2 separate regions of the Sus scrofa genome follow, and region 1 is linked to region 2. A link is a contact called in public HiChIP or PLAC-seq data. All regions are on one chromosome and are shown on one strand. Each heading gives the region's core, a stretch centred on a gene start, on an enhancer-like site or on the middle of the called end of the contact. The rest is flanking DNA. Distances are from core to core; before and after follow the strand shown. Region 1 overlaps DOCK4 (dedicator of cytokinesis protein 4). Region 2 holds the start of ZNF277 (zinc finger protein 277).

Region 1 (5,456 bases), core at 2,760-5,259, 120 kb after region 2:
TCCCATCAGTTGAAAGTTACTCTTTTTCAATGCTAAACTTTAAAATATTTTCGGGAGTCCCCGTCGTGGCGCAGTGGTTAATGAATCCGACTAGGAACCATGAGGTTGCGGGTTCCGTCCCTGCCCTTGCTCAGTGGGTTAAGGACCTGGCGTTGCCATGAGCTGTGGTGTAGGTCGCAGATGCGGCTCGGATCCAGCGTTGCTATGGCTCTGGATAGGCCGGTGGCTGCAGCTCTGATTCAACCCCTAGCCTGGGAACCTCCATATGCCACGGGAATGGCCCAAGAAATAGCAAAAAATGACCAAGAAAAAAGAAAAATTTTTTTTCATAGCTTCTGATAAGCTATGAAATTTTACTAAATTTCATAAAAATTTACTAAATTTTACTAAAAAATGTAACTGGCTTAAACAGAGGCAATTTAAACATCTTTTAACCTTTTCTCTATGACTGCACCAGACAGCTATTGTTACATAACAAATAATCCCACAAGCCAGTGGCTTAAAAATAATTTACATTCATTCTCATTCCTCTGGATGCTGATTGGCTGGGGTTATTGTAAGCTATGTTGCAGGCTTTCCTGAGCTTTTGATCTTACTTGGATTGGGTTTAGTCTTGGGCCCAATCTGAAGGGGCATCCAACCAAGGAAAATTTTTCTTATGGTGATGGCAGAGATACAAAATAACTTCACAAGCATGTTTCAAGTCTCCTTGTATCACATCTGATTCCATTTCATTGGTCAAAGTAGGTCAGTTAGTGACTGAGCCTAATATCAGTAGCACAGGGAGTTACAATACCTCTTTCGTGGAGGTGAGGAAGGAAAGAGTTTGCTAAACAGCGATCTGCTTTATCATAATAACCAGGGTCATTGATAAGAGTTTGCAACAGGGTTTTCTGTTATGTACAGTTTTTATTTGTACCTTTGAGAACCCTGCCAACAATCCTAACTTTGAACTTGCTCATTCTGTACCACAGATAACCCAGTTTTAGGTAAGGATAAATGAATTCTAGATGTGGACTTAAGGCCTTCTCCTGGGAAGTGAAGCATTTTCATGGCTACTTTGGATACTTGGTGAATTTCTTTTATTTTCCTCTATACAATTTGTTCTCAAAAGAATCCTTGATGTTGTCAGAAATTTGACTTCTGGGAGTAAGAGGTTAACCACAGTATGTAAAGGTAAACCTCTAGGAAACAGAGGTTAATTCATTTTGTTACACTAACTGGGTCATGCACTATGCTAGTAACTCTAGCTTTTCAGATTCTAATCTTACAGAACAACAGGGGCAAATTGCCTAGTCTCTGGGTACTTTGTGAATGTAACCAGTGGAGATGATAAATATGAAAGCTTGAGAAATTGTGATGTAATCAAATATCAAATAAAATTATTGTCAGTTACTTTCAAATCATAGTAATATAAAATCCTGCTAATTCCTAATTATTTTGCCCTAGATGTATTGAAACTCACTTTAGTGCAATTAATAGAGAAAGACTTTGTCAAAAAAATTAGTGTTAAGAACCTACTGAAAAAAGTACATCATAAAAATTAGAACATTTGATTGGGAATATAATCAGTGCTAATTATAATTAGTGCTAATTTCAAGTATGCTTAATTTGTTCACAAAGCAGACCCAATGGACTTTAAATTCACAATCTCCATAATGAATTAAAAGTAATAGTGTTTTTAAATTTAAATATGTTCTACAATAAATCGTATTTTCTTCAAAATTTATTTTTAACTAAATCGCATGGATAGGATTTTAGCATGTTTACAAAATTATGTATTTTTTTGAACGCAAGAAAAGCACTACCCGTCTCATGTAGTTTTGATATGAAATGTCTCAGTAAGGGATGTGGTGATTAGTATCCTTCTCTCCCTTAACGTGCTCGCTCGCTTGCTCTCTTTCGTAATAAACCCTTAAATGTATTAAATGTAATATAATTTAATTAGGAGAGAGGTGGAGTTGCCACTCTCTGTAGGTGCCTCACTGTCTCTGTTAGCTACGGGTATAACTTAGCAGTACATTCTCCTTAGGCTTTTTCAGCATCTTAGAGTAAGAAAAAATTGTTTTGTAATAAACTACAATTAGGATGTTTGATTTGATGGGAAATCCCAGCCTGCTGAGGGCTTTCCAATGTTGTCATCCCCCAGTAGAGATTTAAATAAAAAAAAAAAAAAGGTAGTTTTTCTAACCACAGAAACCACTGCCCCTATTTCTAACCATTGTTTTGTTCCCATCATCACTGTGGAATAACGAATGCCTACCTAGCATGTTCTCAGTCTTCCAGACCCACAGATCAGGGTGTGGTGATGGTTATTATTTTCTCTGCTGACATTACAATTTAGGGGAATTTCAGGGTAAAATATCCTATTTTCGAGATCCCACAAAGCATGGTTCTCTTGGCATAGATGTTTCACCTTAGTCATGACATAGGTTTTTTAAAGGAAGTTTGTCAGTTTTCAGTATTTTATCATTTATTGAGGCTGTATTCCATGCTGGGCACTGTGACAGGGACTCTATATGGGTAGGAATCTCCTTTAATTCCCACAACTCTCTGCAGAGAGTGTTCCTCCAACACCATTGGATGCACGAGGATGCTGAGGCCCAGAAAGGATGAGCAGCCTGCCTAGTTTGTCACGTGGCTGTAAGAAGCAGAGCAGGGCTCCAGCTCAAGTCTGTGTCCCTGTAGAGGCTGTACCCTTGAGCATGATGCCATGTGCCACATTACCCTGTGATCTGCCTCCTTGGGTCTTGATGCTTGTGCATTATGACACCTCGGGTGGTTTCCCCTCTTTTCATTCTTGAGTCCCAAGTTCCCCGTTGCCATCTTCCTTTTTGGTCCTTTAATGGGAAGAAGCATTACATAAACCTGTAATTTAATAGACCTGTGTTAAACATCAGCTGTGTGAGGAGAACTGTGTCAGAAACTGGAGCGACAAACATTTTGGTTTTCTCGATACAGTCTAGAAAACATTTGAGGTAGCTGATAAAATACATCAAATAAAAAAGGGATTGAAAAAAAAAGTCTCAAAGACCATGAAGATAGAATGAATTCCTTCCAGGGGACCCTCTAGAAGAGTTCCACTTGCAGAACATTGTTTCGTGTTCTTTGTCTCCCTGGTCCATTCTGCAGAACAGAAGGAAAACTCCCATTGGCGCTTTCCATCTTGGACTTCTTAGGGCTCTGCCGTCAACTTGAGTGTTGGGTTCAAGCCATCCTGATACATGACCTCAATGACCAGCATCTCCTAAAGACTTTGTAATGTGCAGAATATTTTCACAAGGATTGTCTTGTTTGTTCCCTATAACTTTGAGAAGCAGCAGTCATACCGAAACTGAGTCACGTTAACACAGCCGGCCCGCATTCTGCCAGGCTCCTCCAACCCCACTGCTTCCTTGAATTATCCACTGGACTTGCATTCTTCTGACTTGGGGTTCCTTTTTCCTGTTTCACTTCTTCTTTCGTAGGCTTTTAGCAGCACCCCCACTCCCTTTAACACCGCAGCAATTTTGTTACTGGTTTTACCCTTATCTCATCAGATGGTGCCCTCTCATCCATGGTCTAGGGACCACTTGGCAGACCCTCCAGTAATGGACCTCCACAGTTATTTTTATTCTTTAAAAATGTCTTTTATATTGTTGAACACTAGCTAGAACAGGAGCTTAAATCTTTTTCATTTCTCGTATCCCACAGATCGCACAATATAAATTTTTAGTGACATAGATATAAATGTTGTTGAAACAGCAAAGTATCTTACTGTCTCCATCCTGTTACCAGTGTGTAGTATTCAGGTGATGGTGGCTTGTTTGTAGAGCTTGAGCAAAATGTTCTTTGACAATGGACATTTCAAATATTTGTATATTTTGGCTGTGTAAATATTCCTGGAGCAGAGGATTTGTGTTATCTGTGCCTAACAGAAATGAAAACAAAAATCTCCCACCAGGTCTGTCTTCCTTTAGCCACATGGGAAGTGATGGTTCTACAAGTTGCCAAATGTGCATGGCTGATCATAACCTCCTCTTGAGCAGTTTAAGCTGGCACCGGAAATCTGAGATATGACTGAAGGATGTGTCATGGAGGAAAAATTTCTGAAATGTTGTTTAAAACAAAAAGTAACAGATACATAGCATTTCCCTATCCATGTTAGTGAACCTTCTAAATGTAAAGGGATCTTTAAATTTTTTGTTTAAAAAACATTTTCAGTTACTTTGAGTTTTGTGCACATTTAAGTAAAGTTGCCAGATTTAGCAAATAAAAATACAGGACACCCAGTTAAATTTTAATTTTAGGTAAACAACGAAAACATTTTTTAGCAAAAGTAGATTTCCCATGCAATTTGGGGGACCTTCTTATACTAAAAACTTACTCCTTTTTTTTCCCCCTGAAATTCATGTTTAGCTGGGCATCCCTTATTTTATCCGAAAATCCTACTTTAAAAAGTGTTTAATGATCTATATTTACCTAATATGTAAGATAGAGTACTTACTCTTTTTTAAATGTAAATAATGTTTACTAAAGCAATTGCTCTAAATTTGGTTCTTTTGATAGAAATTTAAGTTAGAAAACTAAAGAAGTGTAAGAGTTTAAATCTGAAGTAACTGCAATTTGATTACATTAAAACGAAGCACAGGGATCTCCAAAATAGGAAAGTAGGATTTATAGTTAATATTCCATTTTTACTTTCCTTCAGCATTTCCCCATTGCTCCTTATTCTGCCCTCTGGAGGCTCTAGAAAATAATGAAGAAGATGTTATTAACGAGAGCCAGCACTTGCTGAGATCAGTGACACGCTAGGCACTGTTGTTGTATTTGTCTTAATTTATTTAATCTTTACAACAGCCTTATGATTTTTGTATTGCAAATTAGGAAACTAAAGCAGAGACATTAATTAACTTAACCAAGCTTATCTCTCTCTCAGCTCTTCAAGTATTTTCTCCTTTGTAGCCTTTAAGTTTTCAGTTCCTTCTTTCATACTTTGTGGGACAAGGGCTCCAGACCCCTCTCTGTCTCCGTTCAGCTCTGGGGTTGCTGAGGTTTGCCAGTGCCCTTGAATGTGTTATGGCCAATTTTTTTTTTTTTTTTCTGTGTCTTTTTAGGGCCACACCCACAGCATATTGAAGTTCCCAGGCTAAGGGTTGAATCAGAGCTGTAGCTGCCAATCTACACCATAGCCAGAGCAACGCAGGATCTGAGCTGTGTCTGCGACCTACACCACACAGCTCATGGCAACACTGCATCCGTAACCCACTGAGTGAGGCCAGGGATCAAACCCGCATCCTCATGGGTACTAGTTGGGTTCGTTACTGCTGAGAATGGCCAAAATTTAAAAGGCCGTGTCACATGTCATGTAACTTACAAGCAGGATGCAATGGGATTTTTAATGGCTCTCATACTGGATACTGTAATTCTCATAGTGGCCCAAGGATTACATGAGATCATGTGTTTGTTTTTGGGGT
Region 2 (5,471 bases), core at 2,436-4,935:
AAATACCACATGTTAGAGTTACTCTAAAGATCTGATTAAAGACTCATGAATATATTTGAGTTTTGGAAGATGGATTAAGAGAGAGAAAATCAAGGGCCAGTGAGATCAATAGGAAGATTTTGTAATCATTCAAGCTAGAATTCAGTTCTGGTCAAACATTTATTAAATACTGCCAAGAATAGGGTCGAGCAGACAAAAACTAATGACAAGGTTTTAGTTCCCAAAAGCACAGCTTGGAGAGTCAGGACACAAGTAATTCAGCAGTGATGGTGAGGGTTAGAATAGTGGCTATTCTAAGAGATGAAGAGAAAGAAGGGATTCAAAAGATTCTTTCAGGCACAGGAAGATAAGACATGGTAACTGATCAGATTTAGGACCTGAGGGCAAGACAGAAATCAAGGGTGCTTCCTAGGTTTTTAAAGCTTGATGCTATTTATCAAAATGGGAAATATAAGAATGAGGAGATGACACCACCTGCTACCCCCATTTCTTCTAGAGACATCACAAATGAGTTAATAAGGTCTCCAGAGGAAAAGAATTATAAATCCAAAGAGGTATTACCATGATCATCATCTACTGGTCATGCATTTGCAGAGAAAAAAAGTTGACTCTGTCAGACTCTTATGATACCGATGGAAGCACAGGTTGACACTGTCAGAAAAAATCAACTTCATCGGAAAAATTTCCCCAGTAATATCCCCAAGTGTGAGAACTATTGGAAGGTTTATTACCTGTTCTTAATTTTAGGGGACAATATGAAATGCTAGTTACTGTTCAAATGGTTGGAAAGCAGTGTTGTGGAAGATTAGGGCCTTCCCTGGAAAGAGATGGTGCCTCAGGAAGTATGACACACAGACCTCAGGGAAGGTGCTGAACCTGCATGCATACTACCCAGTGACTCATTCTAGCAGAAATTTGTAGAATTGCAAGGATTCCTATAAAAAGACTCCCTAGTCCCTTCTGTTTCATAATATAAATACACAGATTGATATTTTAATTAGAGAGAAACCTGTTAAAAGAGGCATTTTTCAAGAAATCAGTGATTTTATAGGGGAAGACATTTTTGATAACTGAAGTAGTTGCTTTAACAGAAAAATATGAATCTACATTATTTCCACCAAAACCTGTATCACACTTTGCAGGCTTGTAAAAGAATGTTGGTAAAGTCACAGGATAATAAACAGGTTATTAAGAGATTTTTTTTTTTTTTTTTTTTTTTGCTTTTTAGGGCTGCACCCACAGCATATGGCATATGGAGGTTCCCAGGCTAGGCACTGAATCAGAGCCATGCTGCCGGCCTACACCAGAGCCACAGCAACGCAGGGTCCGAGCCACGTCTGCAACCTACACCACAGCTCATGGCAATGCCAGATCCCTAACCCACTGAGCAAGGCCAGGGATCGAACCCGCAACCTCATGGTTACTAGTCAGATTCGTTTCCGCTGCGCCACAACGGGAACTCTGAAGAGAATTTTTAATGACAACCTTAACACATATAAAAACAACATAAAAATCAACCATTAAACTTCCATTGACTGCTACAAATCAGTGAGACTACTAGGCAGTTCTGCTGCTCAATATCTTCGTTGTAAAATTGGAACCTAAAATTACGCTTCCTATCAGTTACTCAATTCAATCTAATAGTTATCTAAAAATTCATCCTGAATTAATGCTGGTCATCACAGTTTGGTAAGTATATGGAGAAAAGAATATTCATATGACTACTGGTAGGAATGTTTATATACACTCTTTAAGAGGAAAATCTGATATCTACCACAATTTTAAATGTGTGTCATCTTTGACCCAATTCCTCAAGAAATACACACCTGGTGAACAAGCATGTATGTGAAGTTGTTCGCTACATTACTGAAAAACTAAAGCTACAGTATACGTTCATTAACAGAGGAAAAGCTGAAGTAGGGTATGTCCATACTATGGAATACTACGGGCATAGTCCTTGAAAAGAATGAATCAATAAATGTACTGATGTAGAAGAATGTCTCTAACAGATCATTGTGAGAAAGAAGGTGACAGATCTTTATGCTTACACGGAATGAGCCCTTTTTATTTAAAAAAAACCCCCAAAACTATACAGATGTGTGTCACACAGCCATATATTAGAACACACACCAAACCTGTAAAAGTTGTTACTTTGGGAATGGGACTGTGTGTGATGGGGAAACTTTGAAATGTTGCAGTTTTTTACCATACACATTTCTGAACAGTTTGAACAGTTTATAATGAAAAGTTTTATAATTTAAAAACAAGTAATGATATTTAAAAGTTTTACAATGTTTTTGAAAGGCACACCATTTTCTTCTTTATGAGTTAATCTATGAGATCAATTTACAAAGGATTCCACCTTCAAATGTTCAAACACGTAACCCTCTGGAATTTTGAGAAGCTGGAAAACCTTAAGAGTATGTTACTGTTAGATAAGATCTGACTATATGGCCAACCCTGGAATGAATTGTTTAGGATGTGGATATAACTCAATATTTAAGTACGGAGCTTACCAAAGATTTCTTTGGCAGAAGTGCTGAAATAATTTCAGAGGTAGGAGGTTCCACTAGGATGGGAAGTGGGAAGACATAGCACAGTCTGTGTGCTAAGACAAAAATGTCAATTTAACCACGAATGCAAAAGCAAAGAAAGAAATTTTACAAAACCGCAATAAGGATGGAGAACTAAAATGAAGCTCCAAACCATGTCCATTAGAAAAAGACAACTAGCTGTGTTAAGTTACATATCAAATCAAAAAAGAAGGGAGTCAGGTGGGGGATAAATATATAGATTAAAGGTAAAAGAATTGGGCTAGGAATTCTAAAGATAATCCCCCAGCAGCTTTCAAAGTTTGATTTTTTTGCCCTCTGCACCGGATAAAAGGACAACTTGAAAGTTAGGTAAAGCCAAAGAAGCTGTGAAGATTTTCTCTCAAGCCACGAGAGCCAATTGCCGCTTCTTTCCTCTTGCTCCAAGGACCCAGCTCCACCAATCCCGGAGAATGCCAAGGGCAGTCAATGAGCAACGGGAGAAGCTCTGAGAGCCACACACTCTCCCTTCAGAGGCTGCACGAGCCAGCCACTGAGAAAATCTGGGGCGTGCAAGGCAGCGACCAGTCTGCAACTGGAAATCCGCCCGAACCCAAATAAAACTTATCTTCAGAGGCCAAAGCAAGCAAATCGAAGCGGGGGTAGGGTACTGGCGAAGAAAACGCTGCTAATCCCAGAGTTAACAGCACACAGGCCGGAACCTGACCTGACCCACGCCCACTCACTCGGCAGAGAGCGCAAAGGTGCGAGCTCCAAAGGCAGGATAAACGCTCAGAGAACTTCCTTGGCTTCGGAAAAGCCATTCCATCCCATTTTCTCTTCCTTCTCAGAAAGACCCCTTCAAGTTGCCGCCGCCCACCCCACCATGTCCCTCGGGGCCCCTCATGTGGCCCCTTCGCGCCCCCAGGTGGCCTTAGAGCTGGGGTCCGCCCCGCAGTCAGCTGCACTCTAGGTGGGAGAAAAAGGAAAATAAACCACTTGCACCTCAGAGGTACTGTACTCACCCTCATAAGTGAAAACTCCGGCTCCGCCGCTGCTGCCATCACCGTCTTCCTCCTTTTGGGGAGCAGCCCCCTGGGTCTTGGGAGCAGCCATTACGCGGCTGAAGAAAAAAGGGAGGGTCACGGGCAGGAGCGCAACCAATGGAAACGCGCCTAGAAACGAAGTCCCCATCGACGCGGCGTTTCCTCCACTCCCACGCCGTGCCGTCACGTTCTGGGCCAATAGGACGTGACGATCAGAACATAACCCCGCCCTACATGCTAGTGCCACGCCCCCTTCCGGGATGGAGAGACCCAGAACTACAATTCCCAGTGTGCTGCGCAGGCTCTGGGCAGGGAGGGCTGGAAGAGGCGCTGGCGGGCGGGGGTGCGCCCGAGAGTGCCCCGGCGTGTTCGCTTAGTTCAGTGAATCAGAACAATGACTGCGCCGCTGGGTTCCCGGGAGCGCGTCGGAGGACTGTGAGCAGCCGCCGCCTGGAGAGCGGCGGGCGGCGCAGCCTCGGCCGCGCGGTGTCAACCTCGGACTCGCGAGCTTCCAGTGCAGACCCTGCCCAGCGCCCGCAGCCCGCGCGGAGCCGCCGGGCTCCAGCGCTGCAGACGCTACTCCGGAGCTGTGCATTGTTGTGAGCTGGAGAAGGGGTGAGGGGATTACAAAGCCCGAAGACCCCGAACCCCTCTTTAGCCATGTGGATACCTACAGAGCACGAGAAATACGGCGTGGGTGAGTCTCCGCGGGGCGAACTTTTTATTCCGCTCTGGCCGGAGCGGGTGCGTATTTCGCGTCCTTGCCCTGGCGACTCTCTCTTCTCCCGGCTGGAAATGCCTCATCCTGGCATCGCGCTGCGGGTTCGGGGCTTTACCCAGCCAGCTCCGGGCAGAGGGGTGCGCTCTGGGGTCTCGCCGCTCAGCGTCTGATGGGCGCTCCGGGCAGCGGCTGGGGGGAGCGCGCGACCAGCCCGCCCGCTGCAGGCTCTGCCTGCGGAGTTTGTAGTGGCGACGGGGCGTGTGTGTGTCAAGTTGCAAGAGGAGAGCGAACCGCGTTCCTCTCCAGCTGCTACCTTTCCCCAAGGCGGCAAGGGCTGTAACGATTTCCCGGGTGGAGAGGGAGACAACAACAATCGCGCTAAGTGAACAGCCCCAAAACAGAAGGGAGGCGCAGAACCTTCCCTCTGCCTCCCTTCAGCATTCCCAGAGTGCGGAATGTGGCACCGTCCTCAAAAGAGACGGTCAGACAGAGTCCGGCCGGGGACTCTCATCCCGGGTTACCCTGTGTGTGTGTTGACGGGCGGGGGGGATTGGTAAATTTCAACATCTGCGTCGCTCTGCTCTTTGGTCTTTGGAGGGGAACCGGTATTTCAGCAATGTTTTTACTTCTGATCACCCTCTCTGCCCGGGGTGAGCCGGTGGGGGTGGTGATGGAGGACAGCTGTGGAGCGATAATGGGGAGAGGGAATCGGAAAGCTTGGGTCTTAGAGGCACGGAGACGGCTTTTGGGGAAGGACTACCCTGACACTGGTGTTTGGAGGAGAAGGAACAGGGTAACGCTCGCCGTTCTGTGCAAAGGTGAACAACAAAGGACATTAATGTTGACGGATGAATACAGGAGTCTCCCTTCCTTTCCCTCCTCCCATTTCAGGCCGATTACAGTTCCCGTTTTTGTTGTTTGATTTCAGCTGGGTCGCCCCTTGACAGTTACTCCTTTTAGGGTAGTGACTATTAAGAAGCCAGGCTCTCTGACAAGCTTGTAGCAGCCAAATGCAATTATAACCTCTCAAAAGATTTAACAGAGAGAAAGCGTTATGGATTTTACTAACAATCTTTATTTCCTATAATGCCCTGTCCTGCTGATTGGTGGACTTTTTTTTTTAAATAAATTGAGTATAGATCTAGTGACTTAGATAATGTGTAGGTATCTGCT

The links. HiChIP or PLAC-seq counts read pairs in DNA pulled down with a chosen protein or histone mark.
Region 1: an H3K27ac HiChIP or PLAC-seq map of alveolar macrophages shows a contact between it and region 2. The contact joins the enhancer-like site here to the promoter of ZNF277 in region 2. A contact is called at or near these places in 1 of 5 promoter capture datasets (liver), 5 of 47 Hi-C or Micro-C datasets (embryonic fibroblasts, heart right ventricle, liver and 1 more) and 2 of 2 datasets of contacts at active chromatin or transcription factors (alveolar macrophages and skeletal muscle).

What each region holds. Positions count from the first base shown.
Region 1 is chr18:33,540,187-33,545,642 of Sscrofa11.1, forward strand. The region is part of intron 1 of DOCK4 (dedicator of cytokinesis protein 4); the gene reads left to right. Among named protein-coding and RNA genes, the nearest start is that of DOCK4, 120 kb to the left of the region's middle. Within about 2 kb of position 4,010, at least 10 of the 83 cell types and tissues checked have an H3K27ac peak or open chromatin away from gene starts, as enhancers often do. A contact at or near this core is called in alveolar macrophages and liver, where this site is marked.
Region 2 is chr18:33,419,330-33,424,800 of Sscrofa11.1, forward strand. ZNF277 (zinc finger protein 277) reads right to left here and starts at 3,686. Exons shown (of 12, transcript XM_021079287.1): 1 at 3,557-3,686. DOCK4 (dedicator of cytokinesis protein 4) reads left to right here and starts at 3,870. Exons shown (of 54, transcript XM_021079277.1): 1 at 3,870-4,274. The coding sequence starts at 4,238.